2 separate regions of the Mus musculus genome follow, and region 1 is linked to region 2. The links are chromatin contacts, called in public promoter capture Hi-C maps. All regions are on one chromosome and are shown on one strand. The core of a region is the stretch at or near the end of the contact, and the rest is flanking DNA. Distances in the headings are between cores, read along the strand shown.

Region 1 (6,876 bases), core at 1,861-4,360, 38 kb before region 2:
AAAAAAAATTTGTCTTCCTAACTACCCCACCCCACGCCTGGTCTCACACTCTTGGTTGACCTACGTTGATTTACCTTCCATTCCTAAGGTGGGTGGGCTGGAGACACATACCACCATGCCCAGCTCTCTGACGTCTACATTTAAAAAGATTTTTCAGAAAGAAACCACTGGAACTAAGTTTAAAAAGGAAAAATGATGCAGACAACAGAGCAGACTGTGGGCGTCGGTCCTCACCACATGAAGCATTCAAAAGAGCGTTCAAGCATCACTAGGGAGGGCAGATAGAGGGTTCAGAGTGTCCCCAGGGAAACTCAATTTGTTGTAATATTTCTCACTGTAGTGCATCACTGGGCAAGGATTTAGTTATGTTTAATTGGAAATGAGACTTTAAAAATTTTGACTGTCTTCCATTGGGGATAATTTAAAGACTGCAAAGAAGCAGAGTAGAATCAAATGAATTGTTAGGTAGCCTTTAGTGATCTCTGAAGAGCTCTAAGGCCACAGTGAAGGTCTAATAGGTAACCTTCTTACCCACAACTCCTTTGGAAATCATGGCGTTGCTTTCATTGTGTAGCTAATGGAAGTATTTTGGAGACCTCGGCTTTTATTTTGGAGCTACTGATATTTTAACTTTAATTTTTTTTTTCTGTCTTGGTTTTAAAGCTGCCTGTTTCCACCATAAACAATCTGTAGAAAAAGTAACCACAAAACTGGATTCCTGGAACCAGGCTCTGAAAATAAAGACACAATGAAGTCTTCAACAAGAATTAGATTAAATCTGAGCTAGAACAGATTTAGTATCTCTGAGTAGACAATTGTAAGAGCTTGCTAGAGAGAAGATTCAGTGTGAAGGTAACAGATCTGGGTCCTTTGTAGGGAAGGGTCTCTAATTGTGGGAGGTCCACCCCTTCTCTTTAAAATGTTATGATGATGATGATGATGGTGATGGTGATGAGAGTTACGGGGAGGGGGAGCATGCCTGCATGCCACAGTTGTGGATGTGTGGCTGTCTCTCATCTTGGGGAGATAGAACACTTAGATGATCAGGCTGCCCCACTGGGTGAGCTCACTGCTCTCCTTATCTGTTAATGCAAAGGTGACACTTGGTTTTTAGAGGTCACCCATCTTGTTGTCTCATTAAAATTAGCCATGGAGGTTTAAAACTATGCTGTGGTGTGATGGGATATTTTTTAACACCTAAATGCTCTAGAATAATGAATCTCAAACTTCAGTTTACATCAGAATCACCTTGCATTTGTTTAACTTTGTTTCTGTTTCTTTTTCTGTCATTGTTATCTATGTATCTATTTATTTAGACTGCGGCTCACTAGGTAGCCTACACTGGCTCAGACCGGTGCTGCTCTGGACCCTACCTCAGCTTCCTGTGAACTGGGATAGCAGGCCTGTGTGGCTGAGCCCAGTGGGAAGGCTTCTTAACATGCAGGTTGCTAGGCAACAGGCCAAGGTTTCTGCATCCTAGGTCTGCAGAGAGCTCCAGGGTTCCTTCCTAACAGACTGTGGCAGCTGGGCACCTGCATCTGCAGATGACTTTAATCTCTTGTGTAGTACTTAATTTTAGGACTCCATGATGGTTTTTGCTTTGGTAATATCACTTATTTATACTTCCTGTTACATAATTGTACATTTCTCTCCTCAAGTTTTGGGGCAGGGTAAATTTGTCTTAACATCTCACCAAATGTTAATTAAGAGCAGACATTTGTGGCAGTGACATGGCTCAGCAAGTGAAGGTGTCTGCTGCACAAACCTAACACACTCAAGTTGGATTCCTGGAACAAAGTTGTCCTCTAACCTTAGCATGGGCTTGATGACAACCCCACCCCAGCCCTGCAGCACCCCATACCACTAAATATACACACAAAAGAAGGAAAGGAAAGGAAAGGAAAGGAAAGGAAAGGAAAGGAAAGGAAAGGAAAGGAAAGGAAAGGAAAGGAAAGGAAAGGAAAGGGAGAGAGAGAGAGAGAGAGAGAGAGAGAGAGAGAGAGAGAGAGAGAGAGAGAATAAACATATCCTGAGCTGTATGAGAGAATAACTGAGGAATTTTTATTAAAAAACAAAAACCCTACAGAGCTAGAGAGATGCCTCAGAAGCTGAGAGCACTTGTTTTTTCCAGAGGTCCTGAGTTCACTTCCCATGATGGCTGGAAATTGCTACAACTCCAACTCCAGGAGAGCCCATGCCTCTGGCCTCAAGTCACACACACACACACACACACACACACACACACACACACACACACACATGTCACATGCATACACAAAAGGGGGGGGGAATCTTTTAAAAACAAAGAAGAGAAAAGAAAAGAATCCTGGAGTCTTCTTGGAATAATTGGACATTTTCTCATGTTGGGACCCATATGCAGTCAACACCAACACTGCGAGACCTTACCCAGTACAGCCACATCAGATTTCAAGCTGTGGCAGATATTGAAGACTCCTCCATGAATTTAAAATTGTTAATTTCAGATCATGCACAAATTTGGTGCTGCTCACAGCCCCACTAAAGCCTGCCTTATTTTGACTCTCTTCCCCACGTCTGGCTCTCTGTTAGGAGTACCAAGGGCTAGGAAGAGTCTTATGAGCTTTCTCCACAAGTGATGGGCAGAACCAAGACAGAGCAAAAGCAAGCTAAAACAAAAGTTTTATGTAATGGGCCCTAACAGCAGCAGAAACGTCACTTCCCCGGGATTGTTCTGAGTCATCTTTCTGCACCGGTGCCCGTGTTGCAGCTTGTCCGTGAGTTAAACGGGTTTAGGTCTCTACGGATTCCTGCCAGTTCCTCATTTCTAGATGACTGAGTAGACTTTAAAAAGGGAAGATTCATTATCCAGATGGTTGGTAATTTGAGATTATTGTTTATTCTGGAGAAACGTATATAACATAATCTTCACCATTGTAATAATCTTCAGTTCCTTGGCTTGCAACGCCCCATGATGTGTGGCCATCTCAGCCGTCCATCTCTAGGCAGCCCCCCGGAAACTGAGTAAAAGGGTATCTCTAAGCAGCAGTTCCTTCAGCCGGCGGAAACCACTACTTTACTTTGTGGGTGCCTATTCCAGGCGCCACAGGAAGTGGGATCATCCATCTTTCCGTGCCATGCTCATTTTGTTTAGCTGTCAGTCATCCAGGGATGATCTGTGCTAGACGTGTCTATGGTGATATAAACTCCTGTTTTTAGCTGTCGCTTTCTCCTAGGTGCTCAGCCCAGAAATGTGGGTATCTTTGTGATCCTTTCTCATCTCACTCTGATGTTCAATCGACCTGTAAATCTTACTGATCCTGCCTTTCTACAAGCTCCCCAAATCCCCATCCTTATCACTGAGCCCACCACAACCTGCCCTCTGTGATAATTCAGCATCCAAGCTCCTAGCCAGTCTCTTTGATTATCTGCCACCACTCATTAATTCAGTAATTCATTCAGCAAATACTTCAGGCAGTGAGCCAGGTTCTTGGATGACAAAATCATCCATGTAGCCCTTTGAGCCATTTATCTTAAAAAGAAGAAGAAAGGAAGAAAGAAGGAAGGAAAGGAAAGGAAAGGAAAGGAAAGGAAAGGAAAGGAAAGGAAAGGAAAGGAAAGGAAAGGAAAGGAAAAAGAAAGGAAGCATGAAGGAAGGAAGGAAGAAACAAAAGAAGAAAGGAAGAAGAAAACCTGATTTTATCCAAGTGTGTCTAACTCAGAGCCTTGCTTTTCCTGACCCACTCATTGCCCCTCAATACAGGGCTGGAAAGAAGTTCAAAATTCTGGATAAGATAAATGAAGGTTCAGCCGGGCGTGGTAGCGCATGCCTTTAATCCTAGCACTTGGGAGGCAGAGGCAGGCAGATTTCTGAGTTCGAGGCCAGCCTGGTCTACAGAGTGAGTTCCAGGCCAGCCAGGGCTACACAGAGAAACCCTGTCTCAAAAAACAAAAAAACAAAAAACAAAACAAAACAAAACAAAACAAAACAAAAAGATAAATGAAGGTTCAAAGCATCATGGAAACCAAGAGTAGTGGATACAGGAAGATAAAGAGCTGATGTGTAGTATTGTGGAAGTCTGATTTTGCAGTCATAGTTAATATAGAAAAACACAAAGCTCCAGGAATTTTAGTTATCACTATGCTTTAAGAGCAATCTGCATTAGACTGATTTTAAAAGCCTGACCATGAGTCATAATACTCCCTGCTGTTATGGCTGACCACAGTCTTCCATCTCCACACTGGATTCTATAAAGGATATTAACTAGAGGGGCATGCATCCACGGCAGCAATTCAGAGGCATGGTGATTGGAACAAGGCAGCAATTCAGAGGCAGGATAATTGGACCCTGGCTGTACTTGGGAACATGCCAAGAGCACAAATTTCAAATGCAGCTACATGACGACTTTGTCATCCAAGAGGACAGCTCAATGCCCGACAAGAAATGCTCATGCTGTGTATTTGGTGAGGAAATTGGTGAAATAATGAGTTTCCAGGTGATTTTAATGCCTGTCTGCACATATTTGTTTCCGTACCACTGATCTGCAAAAGAAAAGACGTCTTAAAGCAGTGGTTCTCAACCTTCCTAACACTGCAGCCCTTTAATGCAGTTCCTCATGTTGTGATGACTCCAACCATAAAATTATTTTTGTTGCTACTTCGTAACTGTCATTCTGCTGCCATTATGAATCATAATGTAAATATCTGTGTTTTCCAATGGTCTCAGGAGAATCCTGTGAAAGGTTGAGGACCATTGTCTTAGAAGATGTCGGAGAAGTCGTTTTGGGGAGGGAAAGATGGCTCAGCCTTTAGAGCATTTGTTGCCCTTTCAGAAGACTCCATTTTGGTTCCCAGCACCCACATGGTAGTTCATAACCATCCTTTAATTTAGTTCCAGGGGATCTGACAATCTCTTCTGACGTCCATGGGCACTGTGCATGTGGTACAGATCCAAACAAGCAAACTAAAGACGTATACACATACAATAAAATAAATCTAAAGAAAGAGAAATGGTTCTTTAGTTCAGAAAAAGAGGGCTAGGACCCCAAGACCTGAAAGGCTGCTGCCATGTGCACTTGGAGATGCCAGAAGGAGGGGAGTAATAAGAAAATAAAGAGGGTCATGAGCATCTCCCGACCCACCCATCCCACAAGTCCCATATAAAGAGAGGCAGTCATGGTCAACCATTTTATTCTTCAATAATTTCCGTGCCCATATATAAATGCTTATGTTACTATTCCTTTGCTCTTCAACTTTAGAAATTATCCATTTAATTATTATTTTTATATGTCAAATAGAATGTAGCTGTTAGTGTGTGGACTTAACACTATCTCCTCCCCTCTCTTCCCTCAATACAGTTATGTAGTGGTGATTGTTTTTGCTACACCACTTTGGCTCCTGCTGGGTCACATGTGTGCACCTACCCAGGAGCTATCTTTCCATCTGTGAATTGAAGACACACACACACACACACACACACACTAGATTATTTTAAAAGTTCCTTGGCTACCTCAAAAGATGGACACTCCTAAACCTTTCCCTGCTACCCCAGGCCCAATCAGGGAAGTGGCCAGTAGCCATTTACCCAGGGTCTCACATGGCTGGTTGCCTTTATATCCTGCTGTTCCTGTGTCTCATCCTTCTACCCCGAGTTATGGCAGTTCACTCCTGTTCCTCTCTATGTCCTAGCCTGTGCAACTCAAAGGGTCCCGTCCGTGCCCAGTCATTAGCTGTTGACATCTTTATTGATTGATCAAAAACCAATTGGTCACAAGGACCTTTAGCGTTTGGACATGCAGATTCCCAATTGAATCAAAGTATTAGAACCAATCTCCAACATAGTAGTATTATCACAGATTAATAATTTTAGCTATTCTTTAAATTTTTAAATTATCAAATAGAAGAGTGGTGTGTGTGTGTGTGTGTGTGTGTGTGTGTGTGTGTGTGTGTGTGTTGTTCTGTGTTTAGTGCTAAAACCCACATGGGGCCAAACTCAATCTGTATATGATGTCGTACATGGTTGGTTGTTAAGCATTATAAAAGCAAGTGCTCATGGGAAATAGCTATTGAACAATTGTGTGAGTAATGATGACCACCAGGGACACAAGTCTGGATGAATTCTTCTGGATGACCTTGGAGCACTTATAGAAAGAAAATAAATGACTGACTGGTTTAGATGTTTAAGTTCTCAGCTATGGGTTCAGAGCATCATTGAGCTTTTAACCTAGAGAGCTTTGAAAACAGCCCCTTCTCAGAGCCACAGTGTCAGCCCTACCAAAGAAGTAACAAAATCTACCTGAATTCACAGCCTGCCTATACCTCTCATGTGAACTTAGACATCAGTTGAGGAGGAATGGGGTGTTAAGATACAGAAATGGGGCTGGAGAGATGGGTCAGTGGCTAACAGCACTTACTGCTCTTGCAGAGGACCCAGGTTTGCTTCCTAGCATCCATGTGGTGGATCACAAATATCCCTAACTCTAGATCCAGGGGTTCTGATGCCCTTTGCTGACTTTTGTGGACACTAGGCACTCACATGGTACATATACGTACATGTAAACAAAACACATATACACATAAAACTAAACAAATCTAAAAAAATATTTAAAAATAAAAAGATGTAGAACAGGGCCACCTGACAGGCTCAGATGGAAAACTCAGCATCACGGATTGCTGGGTCCACATGAGCTTCCCTTGGTGGAAGCAGCCTGCCCATCTATGCTTTCCCCTCTCTCACATGTGAAGACTGTAATAGTCTCACTTGGGGCAGTTGGCTTATAAGAGGATGTGGAGCATCTTCAAGACACATCCCAGCTTCCATTTGCCCCTAGATGCGTATAACTAAAGAGACTAAATTAGAAGCCTGACATGGGAGGGAAGAGCCGGTACTGTGCCGTGGTT
Region 2 (7,013 bases), core at 3,525-6,024:
CTTTACTGTACAAAGCTTCCTCAATATACTCTAGGATGAAGGTTCTCAGCCAGTGAGTCATGACCCCTTGGGGATCAAATGACCCTTTCACAGGGGTCCCCTAAGACCATGGGAAGCAGACATTTACATTGCAATTCATAGCTAGCATTAATTACAGTAATGAAGTAGCAACAAAATAACTTTGTGGTTGGAGGTCACCACAACACGAGAAACTGCATCAGGAAGGCTGATTACCACTGCTCTAGAAGTAGAAGATGCCATGGTGTGGAAATGACCCAGGTATGCCTGCCTTGCTTCCCTTGGCGATTCAAGACTCCTTTTCCTGACGATTCGACTACATGTGAGGATCCTTCTTATGTGAGAATGAGGACATCGACTAAGTAACATCAGGACTTGAATTTTTGAGTTGCTTTCCTAATATAAATGACACAAAGCAAAGATATCACTTGTACTTGGGGACAAAATTTGAGAGATACCTTGCACTGGGAGTGTTCACATCCTTGTGAGGGGTGGGTTAAGTAGTTACTTGGAGTCATTTTTCTTCTGAAATGTAGATCATTTTTAAGATCATTGGGGACTTTGTGCAGCAAGTGCCATTGAATCTGTGTAAGGTTTAAACAGTAAAATGAGCTGCAGTTGAAAGTCCATGCAAATTAAAAGGCCATCTGTGAGAAGCAGAACTTGAGGGATGTCTTAGTTAGGGTTTACTGCTGTGAACAGACACCATGACCAAGGACAACATTTAATTAGGGCTGCTTACAGAGGCTCAGAGGTTTAGTCGATTACCATCAAGGCATGTGGGCAGGCATGATGCAAGAGGAGCTGAGAGTTCTACATCTTCATCTGAAGGCATTGATCAGAAGACTGACTTCCAGGCAGCTAGCACAGGGGTCTTAACGCCCATGCCCACAGTGACACACCTACTCTAACAAAGCCACACCTCCTTATAGTGCCACTCCCTGAGCCAGGCATATACAAAGCATCACAGGGGAAGTGTTAGACATGGTTTCAAGTTGGGCTTAACCCCAAGGAGAAATATTATATGCATACTATTGATCAGAAGGGAACCTACTTCTCGAATTTCACCCAAATACACATTTCAGTGGTGATTAAAAACTTGGTAACTGAAGAAAACAGATACATATTCTGTATTAACTATTTCAGTAATCCACATCACGTGTTAAATCAATAAGGTTGTAGAAGAAAAAAATTGAAGTATGCCTTAGACTGAGTAGCCGTGGAAATTTACAAATCGAGATTTATGTCACAAGAAGCAGTGAGAGACTTAAAGACATAGGAAGACATTTCCAGGCAAGGTAAATACAAAGGCCAAGCAGGGAGAGATTGACTCGTGAGAGGATCAAGAAGGCCAGCCAGAGCGCAGTGGCAGGGTCTGTGGCCAGGGCTGCGGTGCAGATGATGCAGAGTGGGGGATGCAGATTCCCCACTGAGCAGCCATTTTTAGGATACGGCTGGTGGTGGACTGTGGATTAGAGAAAGGTGAGGGAAAAGGGTGGGATGAAGAACCAGACAGTCAGCACACTGCGGCTGTTGGCCAGGATTCTGGTGTGATGATGGGACTGGGGCAGAAAGGGTGTGTTTCAGGATCTGTCGAGGGGAGGAGGGTGCGATGCAAGCAGTCAGGTCAACAAACAGATGGGATCTATTCTGGGTCCATGTTCCACATAGGGTGAGGCCCTTAACTTTACAAAGCCACTATTGTGTGTCTTCCTGAACCAGAAGACTTGGCTCACCTTGGCTTCTGATCTCTCGAGATCTTTCCAGAATCAGGGAGCTGCGTTTTTCACTCCTTTAATTTCTGGAATTCTTGGAGTACCAGAGAAAGTGGGAAGGATGAGTGCGGTGGGTGGTTCAATTTGCCCTGAGTTAAAGTTGAGACAGGGGACACACAGTCTTTGGACGACTTCACAGTTCTAGGGGAAGGGACCAGGAGGCTTAGTGTTTATTGTGGCGAGGGTAACTTAGTGTTTATTGTGGCGAGGGCAACTTAGTGTTTATTGTGGCGAGGGCAACTTAGTGTTTATTGTGGCGAGGGCAACTTAGTGTTTATTGTGGCGAGGGCAACTTAGTGTTTATTGTGGCGAGGGCAACTCAGTGTTTATTGTGGCGAGGGCAACTCAGTGTTGTTTATTGTGGCGAGGGCAACTCAGTGTTTATTGTGGCGAGGGCAACTCAGTGTTTATTGTGGCGAGGGCAACTCAGTGTTTATTGTGGCGAGGGCAACTCAGTGTTTATTGTGGCGAGGGCAACTCAGTGTTTATTGTGGCGAGGGCAACTCAGTGTTTATTGTGGCGAGGGCAACTCAGTGTTTATTGTGGCGAGGGCAACTCAGTGTTTATTGTGGCGAGGGCAACTCAGTGTTTATTGTGGCGAGGGCAACTCAGTGTTTATTGTGGCGAGGGCAACTCAGTGTTTATTGTGGCGAGGGCAACTCAGTGTTTATTGTGGCGAGGGTAACTCAGTGTTTATTGTGGCGAGGGCAACTCAGTGTTTATTGTGGCGAGGGTAACTCAGTGTTTATTGTGGCGAGGGTAACTCAGTGTTTATTGTGGCGAGGGTAACTCAGTGTTTATTGTGGCGAGGGTAACTCAGTGTTTATTGTGGCGAGGGTAACTCAGTGTTTATTGTGGCGAGGGTAACTCAGTGTTTATTGTGGCGAGGGTAACTCAGTGTTTATTGTGGCGAGGGTAACTCAGTGTTTATTGTGGCGAGGGTAACTCAGTGTTTATTGTGGCGAGGGTAACTCAGTGTTTATTGTGGCGAGGGTAACTCAGTGTTTATTGTGGCGAGGGTAACTCAGTGTTTATTGTGGCGAGGGTAACTCAGTGTTTATTGTGGCGAGGGTAACTCAGTGTTTATTGTGGCGAGGGTAACTCAGTGTTTATTGTGGCGAGGGTAACTCAGTGTTTATTGTGGCGAGGGTAACTCAGTGTTTATTGTGGCGAGGGTAACTCAGTGTTTATTGTGGCGAGGGTAACTCAGTGTTTATTGTGGCGAGGGTAACTCAGTGTTTATTGTGGCGAGGGTAACTCAGTGTTTATTGTGGCGAGGGTAACTCAGTGTTTATTGTGGCGAGGGTAACTCAGTGTTTATTGTGGCGAGGGTAACTCAGTGTTTATTGTGGCGAGGGTAACTCAGTGTTTATTGTGGCGAGGGTAACTCAGTGTTTATTGTGGCGAGGGTAACTCAGTGTTTATTGTGGCGAGGGTAACTCAGTGTTTATTGTGGCGAGGGTAACTCAGTGTTTATTGTGGCGAGGGTAACTCAGTGTTTATTGTGGCGAGGGTAACTCAGTGTTTATTGTGGCGAGGGTAACTCAGTGTTTATTGTGGCGAGGGTAACTCAGTGTTTATTGTGGCGAGGGTAACTCAGTGTTTATTGTGGCGAGGGTAACTCAGTGTTTATTGTGGCGAGGGTAACTCAGTGTTTATTGTGGCGAGGGTAACTCAGTGTTTATTGTGGCGAGGGTAACTCAGTGTTTATTGTGGCGAGGGTAACTCAGTGTTTATTGTGGCGAGGGTAACTCAGTGTTTATTGTGGCGAGGGTAACTCAGTGTTTATTGTGGCGAGGGTAACTCAGTGTTTATTGTGGCGAGGGTAACTCAGTGTTTATTGTGGCGAGGGTAACTCAGTGTTTATTGTGGCGAGGGTAACTCAGTGTTTATTGTGGCGAGGGTAACTCAGTGTTTATTGTGGCGAGGGTAACTCAGTGTTTATTGTGGCGAGGGTAACTCAGTGTTTATTGTGGCGAGGGTAACTCAGTGTTTATTGTGGCGAGGGTAACTTAGTGTTTATTGTGGCGAGGGTAACTTAGTGTTTATTGTGGCGAGGGTAACTAAGGAACGTTGTACACAAGAGCCGTCAATTCCATCCTTCCAGTGTTACATTCTTCCAACTTCGGTTTTATAAGACAAAGATAGATGTTCGGAGAGGTTCTTTAAAAATGTGCTATTACTTTAGTTTTAATTATCCATATATGTGTAAGTATGTGTACACGAGTGCAGGTGCCTGCGGTGTTGGGAACTCGAGCTCAGACCTTGTAAAAACAGCACGTGCTCTTAATCATTGAGCCATCTGTCAGCCCATCAGAAAGGTTAACTTTGTGCTAAGGTACAGACTCTGGAAGTGATTGGCCCAGGACTGGTACCACGTCCGGTTCTCTCGCTCCCGTTCAGTTGAGTTACTCTACTTTCCTCTTCGGGTTATTAGTATCACACAGCCTCTACAGAGCCCTTGGTGCAGAGGACATAATTTCCCTTCGTCTAGTATGCTGATCATCTCCCTCACTCCCTAGCTTTCCTAGAATTGTGCTCAGCAAGTGAGCCTGCTGGAGTCCACATATCCTTCTTGCTGCTACACCCGGGGCTTGGGGATTAGGGAGGCAAAGCAGAGCCTATGAGCAGAACTCTGGTGCATCTACCACGGCTAAGATAGGGAAAACAACTCTTCTGCTTGTTCATTGCCCCGAAGGCATTTTCCATTTCCCTCACCTTTTGCCCCTCAGTTTCAGCTCTGGCCCCTAGGGAAGCTTCCCTGGCTGCGGGGCGGACAGCGTTTCGGGGCACGGGGTCTTGTTTTCTGCGCTCTAGCCCATCTGTGCGCAGAGCCTCGTTCCCGGGCTCCCGGAGCCCGGCGGGCATTGACGTCAAACGGCAGCGGAGCGCTGCCTACAGACGGCTGACCCGGGCTCTCCTCCACACCCCCGTCCTTCTTCTCCCCCTCCCTCTTCCCGGCACCCGATTTCAACCGGCTATAAGAAGCCGGAGAGCGCAGTGCCCGAGCAGCGAGGAGGTCCAGAACCATGGAGAGCTCCCGCCTGCGGCTGCTACCCCTCCTGGGCGCCGCCCTGCTGCTACTGCTACCTTTGCTGGGTGCCCGTGCCCAGGAGGACGCCGAGCTGCAGCCCCGAGCCCTGGACATCTACTCTGCCGTGGATGATGCGTCCCACGAGAAGGAGCTGGTCAGTATTTCCCTCGCCTCGGGTTCCCCCACTGGACTACCACAGGGTCCTTGCTTTGCGTGCGTCCCCCTCTATCCCAGTCCCATCCCAGAAGGCAGAGCCCCTGACGCTGGATTAAAAAAAAAAAAGTACCCTGGGTACCCTCTACCAGACAAAGATATTTGAGTTCACGGGCTGCGGGCTGTCTGTCGAGCGAATCCCTAGTTGTGGCCGGTCTGGGCAGTGTGCTCCTTGGAGGCTCTGGAAGGTGAGGTCAGGTCTAGGGACTTTGCCCGCCTGGCTTCCTTTCCACCAGTATCTACTCCCCTTTGTCCCCCGAGTCCTGCTGCCCCGCGGTTGTGTGTCCCGGGCTCCTTATAACTGGGCTGAAAGTGAGCACCTGCGCTGGGCTCGCAGCCAAGGCGGCAACTTCGGGCTCCCGGCGCTATGTTGCAGATCGAAGCGTTGCAAGAAGTCCTGAAGAAGCTCAAGAGTAAACGCATTCCGATCTACGAGAAGAAGTACGGCCAAGTCCCCATGGTAAGGCTCCGGGTTCCCTTTTCCCTACTTTTCCACGAGAAAAGATTGCCTAGAATCTTACACACGGTCTTTACTCTAGCAGGTGGCTGAGCAGCTAGGTGAAGAATTTATCTGGAACGTCCTCTTTGCTTCTGCCCTCGCCCCTTTGCTCCTTGGTCTCTAAGAACAAGAGGGAACAGGCTACTTAGGGCCAGAAAACAGTCTCATGATCTGAGTGGGAGTACTTTCTGAAACATCTCAAATGGGAGAGCCCTTGAATCTATTCAGTTCTCTCTAATTCCTTCTAGAGCACCACCATTTTTTTTCTTTTTCTTTATTTGTATCATTTCGTTGTTGTTTTCTTTCTTAAATTCTGTGATAAAAAGTTTTCAGGACTGGTCACCTTCGTTGTACAGCTCTAGGTAAAAATCACACGCGCGCGCGCACACACACACACACACACACACACACACACACACTTTTTCCTTCTTTGAGCAAGGAAGTGGGAAAGCAGAAAACAAAGGTTATGAGAAAAAAATATATATGTTGGTTTTTCGAGACAGGGTTTCTCTGTGTAGCCCTGGCTGTCCTGGAACTCACTTTGTAGACCAGGCTGGCCTCGAACTCAGAAATCCGCCTGCCTCTGCCTCCCGAGTGCTGGGATTAAAGGCGTGTATATTTCTTAGATGCAAGAATCTGGGTGATTTCCCCCCCCCCCCGCCCCTTTCAGATAAAGAGAAAAGGAAGCTGAAATTGTGGTCCCTCCCCAAAGGCAGAAGAACGTAGGAGGAGGGGATCAGTCATTTAAATTTCTTCCTTTAAATATCCTCTTTCTGAAATTATAAGCCCGAGGCCCCCTGGGCTTCGGATCTGACTGCTTCGACCTGAGCTGATGGTACCATGAGGAAGCTCCCTTGGGACCCCAGTAACCATCGGTTGTGTTGTTGACAGTGTGACGCTGGAGAGCAGTGCGCAGTGAGGAAAGGGGCCAGGATCGGGAAGCTGTGTGACTGTCCCCGAGGAACTTCCTGCAATTCTTTCCTCTTGAAGTGCTTGTGAAGGGACGACAGCCGCCACCTTCGGTTCCCATATTCCCTCTTTCCCCCAAAGGAGCGCTCCATTATCCCTGGAGCCTGGCTTTAGCAACAATAAAGTTTGCGTTCCCCTCAGAGAGCGGATGGGCTCTTTCCCTGTTGCTTCAAAATAAAAGATTTGACATCATTGTGTGAAGGAGAATGCCTCGAATGGTGTTGGTGTGTGTGCAAAGATTTCTTTTCTTGTTTTATCCATCTGACACATTCTTGTGAATCTTTCTGGGAAGAAGAGGAACTTCGTTTTAAAACTGTATTTTTGTATGTGGTGTGTCACAATGAGAATTAGATCTAGTTAATTTGGGTAGATGACATCACAACCCGGAAAATAAATTGCCCTAAAGCCACACAAATTGAAGCATGTACAAATTACACATAATAAAGCATTTTTAACAATTGCTCACAGTGCATGGCTCTTTCTACATAAGTAATTTAAATAGGAA

The links. Promoter capture Hi-C pulls out the DNA fragments that hold promoters and counts their contacts.
Region 1: a contact with region 2 is called in a promoter capture Hi-C map of pre-B cells, with 3 times the contacts expected there. The contact joins the enhancer-like site here to the promoter of Cartpt in region 2. A contact is called at or near these places in 1 of 39 promoter capture datasets (pre-B cells), 1 of 15 datasets of contacts at CTCF or cohesin (large pre-B cells), 1 of 484 Hi-C or Micro-C datasets (nephron progenitors), 1 of 115 datasets of contacts at active chromatin or transcription factors (neural tube) and 1 of 9 other capture datasets (pancreatic islet).

Annotation. Positions count from the first base shown.
Region 1 is chr13:99,935,350-99,942,225 of GRCm38.p6, reverse strand. No RefSeq gene overlaps it. Among named protein-coding and RNA genes, the nearest start is that of Gm41039, 4.2 kb to the right of the region's middle. Within about 2 kb of position 3,110, at least 110 of the 459 cell types and tissues checked have an H3K27ac peak or open chromatin away from gene starts, as enhancers often do. A contact at or near this core is called in pre-B cells, where this site is marked.
Region 2 is chr13:99,898,444-99,905,456 of GRCm38.p6, reverse strand. It overlaps Cartpt (CART prepropeptide), which reads left to right and starts at 4,774. Exons shown (of 3, transcript NM_001081493.2): 1 at 4,774-4,981; 2 at 5,417-5,500; 3 at 6,431-6,974. The coding sequence starts at 4,823. The coding sequence ends at 6,538.